2 separate regions of the Rattus norvegicus genome follow, and region 1 is linked to region 2. A link is a contact called in public Hi-C data. All regions are on one chromosome and are shown on one strand. The core of a region is the stretch at or near the end of the contact, and the rest is flanking DNA. Distances in the headings are between cores, read along the strand shown.

The links. Hi-C and Micro-C count contacts between places; a contact is called where the count stands out from the background.
Region 1: a Hi-C map of the Rat2 cell line shows a contact between it and region 2, with 12 times the contacts expected there. The contact joins two enhancer-like sites. A contact is called at or near these places in 6 of 12 Hi-C or Micro-C datasets (the A7r5 cell line, the Rat2 cell line, Schwann cells and 3 more).

Annotation. Positions count from the first base shown.
Region 1 is chr19:73,393,247-73,400,092 of GRCr8, reverse strand. Nrp1 (neuropilin 1) reads right to left here. Exons shown (of 18, transcript NM_145098.2): 13 at 6,335-6,394; 14 at 848-985. Among named protein-coding and RNA genes, the nearest start is that of Nrp1, 140 kb to the right of the region's middle. Within about 2 kb of position 2,597, at least 6 of the 93 cell types and tissues checked have an H3K27ac peak or open chromatin away from gene starts, as enhancers often do.
Region 2 is chr19:72,114,579-72,121,115 of GRCr8, reverse strand. The region is part of intron 2 of Pard3 (par-3 family cell polarity regulator); the gene reads right to left. Among named protein-coding and RNA genes, the nearest start is that of Pard3, 140 kb to the right of the region's middle. Within about 2 kb of position 5,070, at least 6 of the 93 cell types and tissues checked have an H3K27ac peak or open chromatin away from gene starts, as enhancers often do.

The DNA.
Region 1 (6,846 bases), core at 1,348-3,847, 1.3 Mb before region 2:
GTGTGGTGGTAGTGGTATGTGTGTGTGTATGTGTGTTTGTGTGTGTAGCAAGTGAGTCTGTGTAAGAACTCCATGCAGGGTAAAGAAACCAGGATCAGGGTGGTAAGGAACACACTGAATTAGCTGTCTGCACTCATTCCTGTCCCAGTAGTTCCTTGTAGGAGGAAAGTATGGGTAGAGAGCTGGGAAAATAGGCTAGGTTGAGATAGGTCTCCTATAACACATCGTTCTCCCTTTACATCAGGGGAACAGAGAAGAAGCACCACCAAGATGATGTACTGTGCCTGGTGATCCATTGGTGCAGAGTCTAGGATGGGGACATCACTGATGAAGCATTACAGAGTGCCCACCATGCAGTTATTCCTTTCCTGGGACAGGGCCTCACATAACCCATGCTGGTCTGGAACGCAGTGTGTAGCCAAGGTAAACTTGAACTTCTGATCCTCCTGTTTGCCCCTTCTGAGTGCCTAGATTGCCAGCACGTATCATGTCTGGTTTTAAGTTATTTTATTCCCTTCTACTGAAAATGGTTCAAGTTGTCCTTGGTAAAGGTTTGGAAAAACTATAATGAGTTTGAGTTCACTGAATATATCTAATGTCGACCTGACGTCGCTCCCCCATCCTTGCTCACTTGCTCTTTAGGAAGGCCAACCCATAGCCAAATGCAATCAGAATTCTTCTTCTTGCCCCTAGCCTCTTTCCAGTAAGGAATGCATGCTTGACAATTCTAGAAAAGAGAAAACATGAGCGAATGCTTCTAGTGTTTCTCATCATCCGTAAAGTTACAGGTGTCAGGAACCTTCCCACTAAAGATGTACCAAACACGGAGCCATGACGGCGCTCTCACCTGTGTGGTCCTGAATGGGCCCCGTCTTGCTGGTCAGCACCCTCCACCTGAGCTGCGCGTGGCTGTCATGTTCCCAGTGGCAGAATGTCTTGTGAGAGCCCCAGCCAAACTCGCAGTTAAAACCGTATGTCGGGAACTCTTCAGTGGGGAAGGGCAGACAGACATAAGGGAAGAATTAACCACCAGGATCAGGAAGGCCATTAATAATCAGGGCATCGTTTTTTTTTAAAAATTCCATATTTGTTCTAAAGCTATGGGAAATCCACCAAATCCAGGATTACCAAGAAACTAACAGTTGCATGAACACGCCGAAATGTTTGCAAAGTCACATTTAGCTTTATCATTCTTTTTCTTGTCCATCTTTAAAAAGATTATGGGTGGCCCACCAAATTGGGTTTATGTAAGATTTCCAGGAAGACTACTTTCTAAGGTACTCGTGTACAACACATCAGTGGTACTTTCCCGAGTTGCACAATAGTCGATACAAAAAATACTATTATTGAAGACGAACCATAAAAATTGATAAGCATCGATGATAGGAATCTTATTAGAGATTAGCCACAAGTGTCTGACGCTGGGATGTGAGTTGGCAGGAAGCCTGCCCCTGAGTTTCACTTCTCATCACGCCAGCTGATGGCCCACGCCTTTTGTCAGGAAAGAATGACTGGACCGTTTTGCTGAGATTATTTTCTTTCTTCTGTGCTTTCCATCAGGTCAATTCATTTCAGAATAAGCCTGTTCATTTTTATTTATTTATTTTATGGTGAATTTCTGCATATAAATTGTTCACCCCACTTAAAACCTCAATGTGAGGTCACATAAAGCCCAAATTCATTTAAACATTGACTCTTCAGAAATGCTTTTTAAAATCTTCCAAATGTTTCCTTTGGAGGTTGAAAGCATAAATGGGTTTGCAGGAAGGCATTTGACCTTACTGATCCTTAACCCCAAAACCTTTCATTTACTCAACTCAGTTCTTTGAAAGGGTCTTGAGTTTAGAAGTATTAAAAAAAAAATCGATGATAGGGTTTTGTTTGGGAAGGAGTCAGCAGAGGCTAAAAATCCTAAAGATGAGATCTTTGTCCAGTCCCCAGGCAGAGCAAGCCTGAAATTAGTCATCCACAAGATGGCAGTATTGAGTTGAATAGAGCCACATCATGGGTGTCTGTCCAACTGGAGTCTGGAAAGACTTGCAAAAATAAAGGAAAGCCTGCTATTATGGGCTGTCTTAGGGTCAGGCAGAGACCACGTCTTTGAGCATTTCTTTAACTTGCCCAAGTGTTTAATACAAAGTCCTTCAATCGCTCTTCCAGTTCTTTCCAGTGCCCCTTACCCTCCTCACTGAACAATGGCGTGAGGGGTTTTAATAGGAAGATTTATTAAATGGATAAGGATGCTTTACTTTGCACATTTTGGTTTCCAAGGAATTCTTTTCAAGTTCTGGTATCAGATTTTGGAAGGAACTCACTATATGAATAATCAGAAGAAAGTGGGAGGGATGTAAGTCCTTATAATCAGGAGGTAATGTGACCTCTCAAAGGGTGGGCAGAGTTGGTTCCAAACGAGAAGTTGGTCACACGATGTGAGCATTTGCACCTAGTCAGCTAGTGCAAAAGGGCAGCCAGAGTGTCAACGGAGAGGGAGTTTTCATGTGTAAGATATTGAAGCACGAAGTGGAACTTCATAAGGCTCAAAAATCTCTCTTGAAGTTACCGCCCTTGGGCAGCAAAGCTGACTTCCACAGAGGCACGGTCAACATCCTTGTCCTGGAATGTACTGTTGTGTAACCTCGTGGTAGGAAATGTTGATGTGAAAGTGTGAGGTTTTGACTTTTTGTTTTTTCTTTAGTCTGCTTTGTAAGATATGCAAGAGGGCAGAAAAGCTTCACAAGTGGTTTCATCTACTTTGCTAACACATAGAATTTGCTCTCTGGTCCAGAAAACCACACTGTGCACTATGTTGGCTAACATTCTGATGACATCGTAAAGCATATGAATTTGGCATTTTAGAAAAGGCCAAGATGTGGAGAAAGACGTTCCTTACATTTTCCTTCTTCTCAGTAAATAGTGGTTCAGCTTTATCTTCCAGTGACCTGGCCAGCCCTAAAATTTAACTGAGGAATCCACCTTACATGGTATTGAACCCTCCTTGTCTACTTGTCTTGTTTTAATAACTTACAGCTATCTTATTTATTAAAGAAGAAAAAGAAATCAGAGGGGCTGGGATCTAGGTTGTGGAGCTCAGTGATGACAATTGTATCAGCAGACATTTGTAGAGGGAAAAACAAACAGTCAAAAACAAAAACCAAAAAAACTTCATATGGATCACGAAGAAGAAAATGGAGAAAGAAGAGAAGAGATATGAAGATGCAGGGACCCTGATGGCTAAGCTTTTAAATTATTACCCAGGCCCTGGAGTTGTGCACAGTTCTCATTAAATTCAATAGTAATAATTGGACTAAATCCCTTCTTAAAAATAGCAGGAAACAATATTCTGAGCTTAAAACAAATTTATGGCTTCTGTGAGCAAATGCCAGCTGCACTACTGAAAGGATCTTGCCTGCAGTTGGGTCATTAAGCACAGGATGTAAGCAAAGATTTAATTTTCTAGTCAAGGTTCCTATCTAGCATGATCACTGCTTGGTTATCAGCTGGTCTTAAAGTCCAAGCAAGTGGTACGGAAGCCCACACAATCATAAGTCACCAAAATACTGTGAGCTGCTGTGGGGATGTGGAAAGACCCTCAGAGGGTGAAAGTCCTTTGCAACGAGAAATGCATTAAACAGGGAAGTCTATCCAAGCATGAATAGCCTTTTATGTCTCTAATGACAACCTAGGTAGTATATGGATATTGTATCTGTGCTGAGTGTATTATATTGATCAGAATCTTCAAGATGAATCTCTCTCTGTCTGTCTCTGTCTCTGTGTGTGTGTGTGTGTGTGTGTGTGTGTGTGTGTGTGTGGACATGTTCATGCATGGGTATGTGTCTATATGTATGTCAGAGGTAAATTTCAGATGTTGTTCTTCAGGCACCATCCTGTTTTGTAATCGGCTCTCACTGGGGCCTGGAACTTGCCGGGTAGGCTAGGCCTGCTAGTCAGTGAGCCACTGGGATCTGCCTGTCTCCACCTCCATGCATACTCCACACACCCTGTTTCTGTGTGGATTCTGATGATTGAACTCAGGTCCCCAAGCTTGCACAGCAGGGGTAAGTGCTTACATATACTCACTGAGATACCCACTCGGCCCTTAAAACAGAATCTTAAGATTCTGCTTCGTTTGCAACTGCTCATGAAAACAGAATCTTGATGAAGGAGTAGGGTCTGTCTGTGGCCACCTGTGAAGTGTGGGAGGCCTCACCTTGAGCTAGACCTGTCTGGAAGCACATTACCTCCCTGTGAGGCCCATGCAGTGACCTAACCAGAAGGTTACAGCGAACATATAGCTTTTAAAGGTCACACAGTGCATGACCCTCCAGTGAGGAGGTGAGGACCAGATTTATAACTCAGACAATGGAATAAACAGGAAACCATATAGACATTGTCTATCTCTATGACCAGGCAGGCTGTTTGAACCAGTCTTGTCTAGATGGTGGTAGCAACAAATCTTACTGATTCATGCTCTGTGTACACCTGCCCTCTGACTTCGGCAGACCCTGAGATTGGGCTGACAGCCCCTTGTTTATAAGACCTTCACAAGCGTGACCTAGAGGTCCTGTCAAACGTGTTATCGAAACCTCTACCGGTGTGGTCGCCAATGCCTTCATTTACACTCTTTTTGAAGAGCGCTATCTCGTTTAATAGGGGAGAAGAGAGGTGGATGAAGCAGGTGAGCTCACTATTTCAGGGTGCTTCTAATCCTTTCTAGCAAGAGAGGAAACTAGATGAGCAGCTAAAGTGCATAGGGCGCCATCACAACCTCATATATTCACTCGTCCTCTTCCTGATAGAGGGCCAAAGACAGTGTATTGAGAGCCATAGTTCCACAGCCTCAACCCTACAGAGAAACCCTACTTGGGACATGTAGACCAGGGCTTTCATCCTGGTAACAGACAGGTAAGAGTAAAATATTTGCGAACAGACACTGTGCCTTTTCCTTTGTCATCAGACTATTAAAGCAACATTGGAATTTCCTTGTGAATCTCATTCTGGGAGGAGGAAGGCTGCAGGCTGGGCCAGCCAGAGGGAGAACTTGGTCTCTGGGAAGACTTCACACAGGCTGACGGCATGCCTCTTGCCCTCCATTTAAACACACAACCCACGTCTGAATCTCTGAGATGGAGTTGAGGGTCAGGTCACTGGACCTCTTCCCAATGTGAATAAATCGTCTTTCTCTGCTTGTCACTATTACTTGTTTGTTTGAATGACCTGTTGAGGATAGGTGGCCAAACCTAGCTTATTGTGGCTGCTAGGGCCTGGGTTCAGAGCCTAGCAACATCTTAGGCTAGAGCCCCAAAGTCAAATTACAACAGGTCTGAGCAGGAACACAGCACTTGGTGGATTGAGGTGACTGAGGGGTTTGGGGCTATGTGGGAACAAGCATTTTGTCAGCTGAACTCCTGAAAACTGGGAGAAAGTTCTGCAGAAGTTTGCTTTGCAGTTTAATCGGGTCAATGGTGACGGTGGCCTTTAAGGAAGCATGCTAATTAGGGAAGTCCTTTCTAGTCCTCTGTGAGGCAGTCAGTGTGGAGGAAACACTGACACACACACACCACACGGTCCATTAATAAATGACTGCAGAGGCCAAGGCTGAGTGAACTTCAATAAAGGAAATGAAAGTATCTGGGAAGCTGACCCTCTCACCTTCCACTAATGATTAACTCCAAAGTATTTAAAAAAAATCCCTCTGGTTGCTTATACAACTGCTTCCCTTCATGTGAGTCTGTAGGGAAGAATGTCACAGAATACGAACAGAAAACAAAGGAGGGCAGCCTTTGATAACCCGCACCACTGGGCGTACAGAGTCCTTGGGTTTTCCTCTGAGCGAGAGGATAAGGGGGATGCTCCCAGGGTGTTTCTCTGCCCAGGCACAGTGTAAACCTTGGTTTCCTGAGCCAGTCTTGTGGCACACCCTCTGTAAGTGCTGTTGTAAAACTGCCAACTCTGTGGCAGGCACAACAGACAAACTTTGCGCTTCTTGATTCTGCAGAATGGTGATGAAAATAAATAGTTAGGCTGTGGCTTGTGAGATTTCCTTCTTCTAGTTTGCAAACACAGGCCACATCAGAGCTGTGCTGCAATTAAACAAAGTATGTCTCTCAATTCCCTGGGGGAGGGGGGTAGCTGGGACTTGTCATTCAGCAGTGACTGATGAGGAAGGGAACCTTGTTCACTGGGGCTTACCGGGGACCAAAAGCATGTGGCTTTTATAGCCTTGCTGTTCTCCTAGGCCTTTAGAGCAATGGAAGCCAGAAACCTCAGTGTGATGCTATTTTGGGAGTGGGATTGGAAGGGGTGTATGGAATATAGACACTTTAGGTTTTCATACCTGATTGGATGGTGCTGTCTATAATGGTTGGCTTCTCTGTGGCCAGGACAGTGGTGCCTCCTGAAAAATAAGAGTAGCATCATACCAAAGTAAGAAAACAAAGGTAGCATGCAATAATGTTACAAGCTCACATCTTTACACATTCCCCACAGAAAATTCTTACTTTAGTTCCTGCCAGGACCAATCACATTTGACTGATTCTTGGTCTACCACAATATCTAATTCAAACAACATTACCGTAAGATTGCTTTGTTTTCATTTTATGTATGTTTTGTGCATGTTTACCTGTGTGTGCAGATTCACATTAAGTGTGCAGGGGCATGCTCATGCAGATGCCAGAAGATAATCTAAGGTGTCGTGTCAGAAATATCACTTAGATCCTTTGAAACAGGACTACACAAGTAGGCCAGATTGTTGGCTAGTGAGTCCCGGGGACCCCAGCTATAAGCTTGTTGCTACTATGCTGTGTGTGTGTGTGTGTGTGTGTGTGTGTGTGTGTGTGTGTGTGTGTG
Region 2 (6,537 bases), core at 3,821-6,320:
AAAGGACAAAGAAAACGAACTCTGTCATTAAGACCCACAACTCCACACTTTGGCCAGAGACATGGCATGTAAAGACACGCACAGACATGTGTCCATCTGCTGTGAATAGCATGGACATTCACAGATGAAACGCCCGATGTTTGACATGTGACTTGAGCAGAACATGACCTTCAAGCTTACTACACTGTGTGCACAGTAATTTCAGGACAAATCTCCCAAACCAGTGCCCAAAATGTGAAACTGTAAACACCCAAAGAGCCAAGAGAAGTTCAGGGCACTGTGAGCCATAGCAAGGCCATTCCAAGGCCCAGTCAACCATGCCCTGGATGCTCCACCTTCTGAAGCAAGCATTGGTCTAAGTTACACTAACATGAAATGCCTGTATTGTGTTTAATTATAGCCACAAAAAAGAGTGAAGTCTTCAGTCACAGTGTATCCAAATGTTGAGCTTATGTGGCAATGGGATCTTCAAATGTAACTAAGTTGCAGTGAGGCATTAGAGCACACCTAATGTAGCATGTCTGACTTTATATGAGGAAGAATGTGGCAGAAAGCGAAGGTATGAAAATTAATGCACTGCAGTTATGATGAAGACAGAAACATTTGCAAGCCATGAATACCTGGGCTACCTGTGAACATAAGGAGGTGTGGTATCCTTCCTGGGGCCTTTTGTACATGCTGGGTGTGCTGGCTAGTTTTGTGTCACAAGCTAGAATCATCAGAGAGGAAGGAGTCATGCCTCCATGACATCCATTTGTAAGGTGTTTTCTCAATTAATGGTCAATGGGGGAGGGCCCAGTCCTTTGTGGGTGATGCCACTCCTGGGCTGGTGGTCTTAGGTTGTAAAAGAAAGCAGGCTGAGCAAGCCAGGGGAAGGAAGCCAGTAAGCATCACCCTCCATGGCTTCTGCATCAGCTCCTGCCTCCAGTTTCCTGCCCTGCTTGGGTTTCTGTCCTGACTTCCTTTGGTGATGGACAGCGATGTGGAAGTATAAGGTGAATAAACTTTTTTTCCTGAACTGTGTTTTTGGCCATGCTGTTCCCTTACAGCAATACAAACCCTAAAGACGACACTGGGTTTGTATTACCTTGATCTTGGACTGCCAGCCATCAAAACCAAAAGAATGTTGTAGAGGGTGGTTGTGGAGCTAAGGTCCTGTTCCCCAATTGGTTTGTGATCAATCAATAAAGATGCCAGGAGCCAATTGCCGGGCTGAAAGAAAGAGGCAGGACTTCCAGGTCCCTGGAGACAGGCTAAGAGATGCAGGGGAGGAAGGGAGACTTTTGCCATGCTTTGGAGGGAGAAAAGGTCACCAGCCATGTGAGATCTCAGGCAGAGTGGCCACTGGCCACTTCTCCAGGTAACTAAGCTGAGGGCAGATTTAGGGTGTTGAGCTGGGACTAAAGGTAACTGAGCAACTGAAGCTGAGGGAAGATTAAGTGCTGAGCTAAGAATATTATTGGGAAGGGCACAATAGAGAATAGAAGTGTCTCTCAATTAGCTAATAAGGGAAGTTGAAAATAAGTGTGTGTGTGTATGTGTGTGTGCATGTGTGTGCGCACGCTCGCATTTCATCTGCGGATCCAAGGGAACCTGGGAAGAACTGGTAGCGTGGTCCGCAGGGTAGCAAACGCTACACACTACAGGACGTAGGCTTCTATTGCTGAAGCTACCCAGTTCCTGAAGGTTTGCTCTGATAGCTCTGCAAACTAACAGACTGTACACAAGCTCTGCCTGAGGTGAAGTCACTAACCCTAGGAGTATGTGAGGGACCTGAGTAGATACAGGTATGAGGTTCCTACTCTTGTCTTAATATATCCTGAGAAGCACTGGTACCCATGCTGGCCAGCCCAGCCAGGTAGAGCAGTCAGCCTTCTGAGTACACTTACTGTGCTACAGTCATACTCTACAGTCTCTGAACTTCCTCAGCTACCCTGGGAAACAGCATGAAGTCACACAGGACTCTGACTGAATGGTGACCTATGGAGAAGCTGAAGGGCATTGAAGTGCACACTCACCTGCACCTTAAACACAGGGTGCACAAGCCCCAGGCACCAGACACTTACTAGAGGGTTTGTTTATGCATCAATAGGAAAAACTTCAATGTGTTCATTCGTGTGGCAGTCACTGAAGAGCTGGTATAAAATAGATCAAGAGTTCATAAGCTCTCCCTCAAAGCTAGATGGCAGTCAAAAAACAAGGCGGGGAACGAGGGAGATGTCTCAGTGGTGAAATGTTTGGTACACAAGCAACAGAAGCCAAGTTCAAATCCCTGAAACCCACATAAAATGGGGTTCAGCAGTGCACACTGGTAACCACAGCACTGAGTCAGGGTGATCAGTGGTCTTAATAGCCAACCTGCTTCAAAAGCATAAGGCAAGGAATAATGAAAAGTATTTGACACCACCTGGTCTCCACATGTATATAAAGGACACACACACACATACACACACACACACACACACACACACACACACACGCACGCATACAAACACACACATATACACATGCATGCATACAAACACACACACACGCATGCATACAAACACACACATATATACACACACATGCACACAAACACACAAATATGCATACAAAAACACACATACACACACATATGCACACTCACATGCACACACATGCATACAAACACACACACGCACACAAACACACACATGCATACAAACACACACATGCATACACACACATACACATGCATACACACACATACACACAAACACACACATACACACACATACACACATATACACACATGCATACAAACACACACAAATACACACACACACACACACACACACACACACAAACATGGGGTTGGGGGGTGGGGAATCTGTAGAAGAATATCCACAGACAGATCAGGGTCAAACGCAAATGTCTTTGATAGACAGTGCTGATGGCTGACCCCAGTGACAGAGGTGGGGCTGCACCTTCATTCTAAGTCCACACAATTTCAACAGGTAAGATTTTTAAAAATTAGAAAACAGAGGCCCTCTCCCCAACCCCACGAAAGAGAGGAGGAATAGAATAAAAAACCATTTTGTAGACACAAGTCACAGGCATCTGCTAATGTTATGGGACTTGAATATTAGGTGCCTACATCCTTCAAATATGATTTTTTAATCCCCATGAAAAACCAAATGGCCCACAAAATTACTGAAAGAACAGGCTTTTTAAACCCTCCCCCAAAGGGGGCCGGGGTGCTAAATCCCTCCTTCACCACCCGCTCTCCCAGCCTTCTATGACTGCAGAGTTATGAGGTGAGGATGAAGGGCCTGACTGGGGAGGAATGCAAAGCCTCTGCCCAGATACCAGCTCTGTCCACCATGTGCCTTGGACATCTGTTTCAACAGCCATTTGTGATTTATTGCCTCTGACTCTCGTGTTAAACATTTTCAATATCTTTTAACAGTTTGATACAACCTGCTAAAGTAAATTTCAACCACAAGTCACTCATCCTCACCTGAGGAGGCAAAGGCTACACTAATACGATCTCTTTACAGCCCCGGCCAGAAAGAAGAAAGGAAGGCTTTCGTGCACATATGCAGAAATCTCGATCCAAAATCACCCTGGGGGAGTCCCCGCCATCTTACACAGCTGTGCACAGAAGGCGCACACAGGCGAAGGTCGGTAGGCACAGAACTGCAAATGACTCTGCTGCTCAGAGTCCACACAGTCCCAGAAAGATCTGTGTACCTCGGAGGTGGCGTATGCACCATACACACACGGGCCAGCTGAAACTGTCTGACTCCACTGCAGGGGTGCACTAAAGAGAGAGTACTCGCCAGTTGAACTGCTAGAGATCAAACACTCAAACTAGTTGTCTAAATTCTCTTTTTATGACTTGTTTGAAATCAGAGAGACGAGGGGGTGTAGGGTGGCTTGTTGTTAGAACACTTACCTATTAAGCACATGATCTTGAGTTCAATCCCCAGGAAAACACACACACACACACACACACACACACACACACAGAGGCATACTCGCGCGCGCGCGCACACACACACACACACACACAGGCACAGGCACACACACAGGCACACACACAGGCACACATACACAGGCACAGGCACACACACAGGCACACGCGCACACACACACACAGGCACACACAGGTACACACACACACACTCGCGCGCGCGTACACACACACCACATGCACAACCAAGACCCTAGGCTTGTAATAAGAGAGTTTACCATTATTTTGGGGGTGATCTGCTATTGTCTTGAGGTCAGCAGCATGCATGTATGTATGTATGTATGTATGTATGTATGTATATATTCACTCACTAAACCATATGGGCAGAGTAGGTTTCAACATAAAAAGTGTCTCAGCAGCCGCACATGTTTAGTTATACCCAACGTGTAATACAGTAACACTCAGGAGGAGCTGGGGACTGGTGTCGATGGCAGAGTGCTCAGCCAGCATGCAAAGGCCCTAGGGCCCATCATGAATATCACATAAACCGGATGTGGCAGGGCATACCTGAGAACCCAGCACTTGAGCGCTCAGGAGAGGATGTTGGAGATCATCCTCAGCTACTTAGGAAGTTCAAGGCCACTCTGGTCTATTCGAAACCCCGTCTCAACAAGCAGCACCAACAGTAAAAACACAACCAAAATAAGTAAATAAAACGTTAAAAAAAAAAAAAAAAAACAGAATTCACTGGCCTGCCCCTTACTGTAACCCCAAGAGTTTAGAAATTAAAACCATACACTGTAGACCTGAGCTTCCTCCGTATGAAATGGCCCTGCTCACCCTAAAAAAACAGGTTCTTTCTACCTCTACCACTGTACCGTGTCCCAGGGTGGGGAAATATAAGCCACACTCAGGGTGCTCTGAAAACACCCTGATTGGCCTGGCAAGCATTCACACGCAGGTTCCCAACCTCAAAGGCTCAGCCGACAGCTACGTCCGTCCACTTTGGGCACCCCAGTCTGAACTTGTCTCTTTTAAGGCTGTCCCGGGCAAAGCAGGCACACGGTGTACTTGCGGGAGTAGAGAGTTTAGACTTCCAGTCCTGGATGCACAACTTACCACCGCTAGGACCAACTCTGTGATCACCTTTCTAAATCTGCCACACTCTGCCGCCCTTTGACGGTGACCCAGCATTCCCTCTCTACACTGGGCACAAAGACACCACCACGCAGGACAAGAACAGTTAGGTGAGAGATCAGGGTAGGAGGCAAGACAATTAGGTGTGGGCACCCAGCAACACCAAGCTCAAGCCCACCTTGCCCCTGAGAAGAACAATGGCTGACTGCCTCGTATCCGTGGACAGTGAAGGGCCCGGCCCCACTCTCTCTTCCACTGCCTGCCTAAGACCCGGAACAGCACGCACACTGCTAGAACACAGACAATGAGTGCTGTTGCTCTGTATTCGCATAGCGGGAGCTGGGATTTGGTATGAAACAATCAGGCAATTACATTTAAGCACCAGCACGGGAGACCTAAAAATTCACGTGCGCTGTCAGTCAAGAAAAGAAACTCATCAGCTAAGCTCTCCTCTGCTGATGCTCGCTGGTCTGTCTCCTGGCAACACATCCTCTAAAGGCTCACCCCTGAATCTCAATCCCTAGGCTAAATGGGCAGCACGTCCCCCTCCAACAAAGAGCACACCACAGAACAAACAGAGGTGGGGGAAAGATTCCTGAATAGCTTAACACTGAAATGGGGGGGGGGGGGACATGGAGAGGGCGTGGGGGAGGAGGCGTGGGGGAGGCGTTGGGGGGGGAATGGGGGAGCGTAGGGGGGAAGCGTGGGGGAGGAGCAGGAGGGAGCTTGGGGAAAGAATGGGGGAGCATGGGGGAGTGTGGGGGAATAGGAGAGCGTGGGGGGAAAGCGTGGGGGGAGCGTGTGGAGAGCATGGGGGAGCGTGGGAGGGAATGGGGGAGCGTGGGGGGAACCGTGGGGGAGGAGCAGGGAGGAGCTTGGGGAAGGCGCCGGGGTGGATGGGGGAATGTGGGGGGGTGTGGGGGAGGAGTGGGGGATGTGTAGTGGGGGGAAGCAAAGTTCCCAGCTTCAGCTTCTGGGTCATTCACAAGTAGACAAGACCCAGAACTGTTGCCACTTTTGGAGACAAATCAAAAATGACCTATTAAAAAAATATTAATAATTTTAAAAGTGGGTTTTTGAAAATACCCATCAAAAGATGGCTTAGCAGTTAAGAACGCTTGCTGATCTTTGGTTTAGCTCACAACCATCCTAACTCCAGTTCTAGGGGACCTGAGTCCCTCTTCTGGCCTCCAAGGACATCAGGCATGCACACAGGTAGTACATACATATACATACCTGCAGGTAAACACTCATACACATAAAACATATATCTTAACAATAAGTAAAAAGGTAGTTACACCAACTGTAGAAACTGCCCCTTGCTTGTAGTTCTACAAAATGGAACTAGCAGCTGTAATTTAATTAAAGCGTTACCGACATGCCCACTAATTTAAATGTAAATAAGTTATAATTTTCATTATGATTTTGCTCCTCCTTCCTTTTTGAGACAGTAGCTCATGTAG